2 separate regions of the Triticum aestivum genome follow, and region 2 is linked to region 1. A link is a contact called in public Hi-C data. All regions are on one chromosome and are shown on one strand. The core of a region is the stretch at or near the end of the contact, and the rest is flanking DNA. Distances in the headings are between cores, read along the strand shown.

Region 1 (2,717 bases), core at 83-2,582:
CACGCATTAGACATGCCCTTAAAAAACTGAAGTCAACCAAATGTATTAGATTGTCATCCGGGATTTTGTAGGAGTTCGCCCCTCTCTCTTCCTACCATCAGTTTTGATCTTCTCAGCAGCTTCCCATTGCATTTGGGGTCAATTGATAGAACCACAAGTATTCCAAGGTGAAGCCTTTCGTAATCGAACAATCACAATTCTCAAATTTCACATAAAACAGTTTCAGACGGATAATAAGCTTGACCGAGTTATATCTGGCGAGATTTGACTCCAACAATCGATCACGAAAAACTGGCAATTAGATCAGCTAGACACTAATTCTCTGGATCATGGGTGTCTGTCAATTCGATCACCAGAACAATAAACCAAGAAAACAAGAAAAGCGGACCGCATCGATCTTAAGCAACAACATGGAATTCTCGTCATGTACACAATAAAATCTGTACAGATCAGCCGATCAATCATTTTCGAGGCTACAAAATTTTACTCCGTCGATGATGGATCGGTCACAGATAGAATCTGCGTTCTTCATGGGCAGCTCGATCAACTACGCTACATATGGTGTTGGATGCCGACCAATTTGATCACCACACCAAGAAACCAATAAAACACGCGCAAACCGGACGCTAGCCGCGGGCGTGTCGATCCTAAGCAACAGCGTGCCAGGGCCTAAAGCACCCGGTAAGGTGAGGAAGACTGAAGTGATGATGGTGGTGGTGACGGTGCCGTTCTTGGGCCCTCGCCGCGTCGACCGCCTTCTGGAACCGCTCGATGCCGCAGGGGACGACGATGGCGCCTTCGTGCGCGTACCCGTACTTGTCCCGCGCCTCCCCGAGCAGCTCCAGGATCAGGGGGTGCCCGAGCAGCGCCACCGGCACCGCGAACCGCCGCGGCGCCTCGCCCTCCTCCTCCGCCCCCACCCAGAACGTCGCGCATCCCTTGGTGACCGGCGCCGGCGCCTCCGCGTCCGCAGCGTCGTGGCGGGAGGCGGTCCCCGCGAGGAGGTGGCCGCGCGCTTCTTCTTGGAGCCGCTTCATCGATCGAAGCCTTCCTTCCTGGTTCTTGCTCGCCGTCGAACGCGGTGGCGAACCCCGGATGACTCGACTCCGGGATCGATCAATCGATAGCAGGACTCCTCTCTTCTCTTCCGGTTTGAGTTGTGGTGTAGCGGACGATCGATTTATATAGTAGTCGGCCAGGCGTTGAATTGGTGATGGCTGATGCCAGTGGCGGCACGGACGCGCTTTTGGTTTACTTCTTGACGAATCAGTCGTCACGGCGGAGGTCGTCGGTGCGTCGGTACCCACTCGGATCACGTCGCGCCCACGCTACTCCCGCGGGATTAATCTGGACCGTTCTTGGCACCCTTCCGGAACACGTCCGGCCTATGATCTGTCTTCACTACCTCGATCTTCCGTATCAGTTTCTCCTTGGTACCGGGTCTTGGGTACACATCATCTTATTTACTCTTTATTAACACACAAGTAACTCCTAGCAAGCTTAAAAAAAAATAACTCCTAGCGAACACGGGTTGGATAGTTAGGAAGACAGTATACCCAGCCTACCCGAGTTCAAGTAATAGACTTTGGCATTGGTGCTCGTATTTTTCTGAATTTATTTCAGTCTTTTTCGGCGATGTGCGTTCAGTGGGAGGAGACGTTCCTGTCGTTGACGAAGACGTGGAGACGCTCATAGCGGTAGGTTGTGCGTGCGTGCGTTCATAAAAATGAGTTATATGTGCGTATGTATAAGCGTTTGAGTCTGTACTATGTTAAAATAACAACAACTACTACCCCTTAGTTACTAAATACAAGTCTTTTTAGAGATCCCTCTTTGGAAGCGTTGTCACGACCGATGTTTGTGCCCCTCTACGAGCATCATCAGGGGAAACCTTAGGTCCGGTTATCTGGATCGGACGGCGACGGCGTCTCGGCGTCGTTCTCCTTCGTGAAGGCGCTGTCTTAGTTGCTCGTAGCGTCCTTGGTTCTGGATCTGAAGATGTTGGTTAGGGCTACTTCCCAGGATGGCGAACTTAGCTGTGTTTTTTTATTTGGGCTAAGCATCTCATGTCTCCCTGCTCCGGGTACCATGTTCACGCCTTGTGTTCGTGTCATTTGTTGTACCACTTCTTGTACTCGTTCTTACTCCTTCTATCAATGAAATGCTACGCAAGCTTTGTGTATTCACGAAAAAAGTCTTTTTAGAGATTCCAATATGAACTACAGACGAAGCAAAATGAATGAATATACACTCTAAAATATATCTATATCTATACCTACTAATAAAAGAAATAGCTATTCTTAGTGCGTCATGCTATTTTATAGAAAAAACCCTCATGTTTCTGACATTAAACCCGCATTACATATAAAATGTTTTAAAAAATACTCATATCTTTTAAAATGTTACTCCAAATTTAACATGTTATATATGGAATTTGATTAGAAAAATATATAGAATCTGACTATGATGTTATTTTACGTGTTAACCATTTAAGAGAAAACTATCTAGGGTGCAATCTTAATCAACAGTGCATTATCTGTCTTTCTTTCATATCGGTACTGATCTTGATTGTGAATGAACATCTCAACAAAATCAGGATTGGAGACGAAATTGAAGATCACTTGCCCGTTTCTTCTTACGTATTAAATCTACATGCAGGCCATGTTTAAATATAAGACATGTGGAATCTTGAACTTTCGCTTTTGTAGGCAAAGACC
Region 2 (2,717 bases), core at 106-2,605, 430 kb before region 1:
AGAACTACAACCGAGTACATGATGTGCGGTTTCAGTACTACTAGGTGTGAAGAGGAGGAGGTTAGGCTTGATGGGCAAGCGGTACCTCAGAAGGACACCTTTCAATATTTGGGGTCAGTGCTGCAGGAGGATTGGGGTATTGATGAAGATGTGAATCATCGAATCAAAACTGGATGGATGAAGTGGCGCCAAGTTTCTGTCATTCTTTGTGACAAGAGGGTGCCACAAAAGTTAAAAGGCAAGTTCCACATGACGGTTGTTCGACTCACAATGTTGTATGTTGCTAAGTGCTGGCCGACTAAAAAGCGACATGTTCAACAGTTACGTGTGGCAGATATGTGTATGTTGAGATAGATGTGTGGCCACACGAGGAAGGATCGAGTCCGGAATGATGATATACGAGATAGAGTTGGGGTAGCACCAATTGAAGAGAAGTTTGTTCAACATTGTCTGAGATGTTTTGGGCATATTCAGCGTAAGCCTCCAAAAATTTCAATACATAGCGGATGACCAAAGCATGCGGAGAATGTCAAGAGAGGTCAGGGTAGACCGATGAAATGAGAGGAGTTCGTTAAGAAAGACCGGAAGATTAAAATATCACCAAAGAACTAGCTATGAATAAGGGTGCGTGGCGGCTATCTATCTATGCGTGCCACGAGATTTTATGGGTTTCATCTTTAGTCTATCTCAATTTGTTTGAAACTAAAAGGTTTTATTGTTGTCGTTGTTGTTTGTAGGGAGTACAAGATTGTGTCGTACTGTAAAATAGCTACCCCGTCCTTGGTAGGTACCGTCAGGCTAGTCATCTGCACAGAGCCATAGAACAAGAAGTACTTGACGTCATGATCGCCCTTAGGAGAATGTCCTTTTTCCGGGGTACCAGAAGGTAAGCTCGGTATGAAGTCAATTGGATCGGCACTCTCCGTTTTTGCTGTTGCAACGTACGTGCTTGGTACGCCGAGCATCCATCCGTCTCCTCCAGATTCTCCAAGCAAAATGTTTTAGGTCCACAGTCACGAGGTTGCAGCTCGCATCATCCATCCAAACCGAGCCCGCCTGAGGGGACAGAACACGCGCGCGGTTGAGCCGTTGCGCCGGCCGCGCACCATGCATGTGGTGTCCCGCGCGCGACGACACAGCAGGCTGCCGTCCCGCGGCACGTAACCCTTCAGCAGCCGTCCAGCCGACGAGCTGTGCGCCGTTCTAGATTCACTTCAGTTCAGGCAGTTACCCTGCACCTCCGGTTCAGTTAAACAGATGAGAAGATCATACAGTAAAAAAAAGAAAAAGATGAGACAGTGGAGTATAAAAGAAAACAGCTGTACCTGGATGGTTCCGAAATTTCGCAATCCTTCCGCGCTCCGCGGGGCCCGGGAAGCAGCGGACGGACGTTGCCGCCCATCCATCGTCCATATCCCATCCGTCCAATGTTAAAGCCTCGGTACCTCCACGGTCCACACTCCGCTTGTCCATTACCTCGCACCTCGCCGCTACCCACCCACGCTCCATCATCCCCCTGTGAGTCTGTGACGACATCAGAAAGGCGACATGGAAGAGGACAAGAAGCAGAGAAGGCAGGGCCATCCCCTCCTGCGGGGAGGAGGTGCGAGGAAGGAGCCCTACACGCACGGCTTCTCCGCCACCCAGATGATGGCGCTCACCGCCGTGTGCGGCGCGCTGGTCCCGTCGCTGCCGCCCGACGGCCACCACCTGGCCGCCGACAAGGCCGTCCGGGACTTCTTCCTCGCATCCGCCGCCGACCCGCCCGTCCCGGACGAGGTTAGTAGCACACACACCTGCGACTAGCTACGATACGACGGCGTGTCTTGACGACCTGCGTTTTGTTACCAACCGGCGGCTGACTCTGTACGCACATGCGCGCTCAGGTCGCGCAGCTGATGTCGGCAATGTGTCTCCGGGAGGCGCTGACGCTGGTGCGGACGGTGCTGTGGCTGCTGGGCACGCGGCTGGGGACGCTCGCGCTGTGCGGCGCGCGGTGCCTATCGTGGAGCTCCCCGTTCGTGCAGCGGTTCGCGGAGATGCCGGTGGACCGGCGGGAGGACGCGCTGCGCCGGTGGAGCCGGGAGACCATGCTCCCGCCTCTGCGCCTCTTCTTCCTCCTCGTCAAGGTCTTTTGCCTCTACGTCTTCTACTCCTGGGTAAGCAGAGCACGCACGCCTACTGACTGGGTACTTTTGTAGCACTACTACTATGTCCAGTTTGCAAATGGAAACATTAGCTAGCTTCTCGCGTGCATTGCAGCGGCAGGCGGCAGCGTGTATACGAGTATATTTGTGGTGGTGCTGTAGTGTACGATCTTGCTGTTGGCCATGGCGCCTCTGAGCGCGCGCGGCACAGCGCAATAATGGACGCATGCATGCACGCTGTGTAGCAGCCAGTGTACCACCGCTTTCATGAGAGTCTGACGAAAGGCCACGTACTCTTTGTGGACATCGGGAGGTTCGTCAGTAATCATTTTACTCGTTGGGCCGAACGTGTGAATTTTAGGCTTACAGCGCGACGGATCCCATGCCCTACGAATCACCGCCGCAGCGCTGCTTTTTTCTTCGGAGTATAGGGAGTTTTTATTACAAGTTCACAGTGTTATTACAATTAAAAGGCCATAAGTCCTTCATACATGGTGAAACCGAACGTAACCACACAGCCGGCCGTGGCCCTCTCGGAGCGGCTATAATTGGCCAATCGATCCGCCGCAG

The links. A called contact is a pair of places that touch in the nucleus more often than the background predicts.
Region 2: a contact with region 1 is called in a Hi-C map of leaf, with 2.7 times the contacts expected there. The contact joins the promoter of LOC123137502 here to the enhancer-like site in region 1. A contact is called at or near these places in 2 of 5 Hi-C or Micro-C datasets (both in leaf).

Annotation. Positions count from the first base shown.
Region 1 is chr6B:467,583,471-467,586,187 of IWGSC CS RefSeq v2.1, reverse strand. No RefSeq gene overlaps it. Among protein-coding and RNA genes, the nearest start is that of LOC123137499, 130 kb to the right of the region's middle. Within about 2 kb of position 1,332, at least 2 of the 8 cell types and tissues checked have an H3K27ac peak or open chromatin away from gene starts, as enhancers often do. A contact at or near this core is called in leaf, where this site is marked.
Region 2 is chr6B:468,015,470-468,018,186 of IWGSC CS RefSeq v2.1, reverse strand. LOC123137502 (long-chain-alcohol oxidase FAO2) reads left to right here and starts at 1,355. Exons shown (of 3, transcript XM_044557290.1): 1 at 1,355-1,779; 2 at 1,887-2,159. The coding sequence starts at 1,549.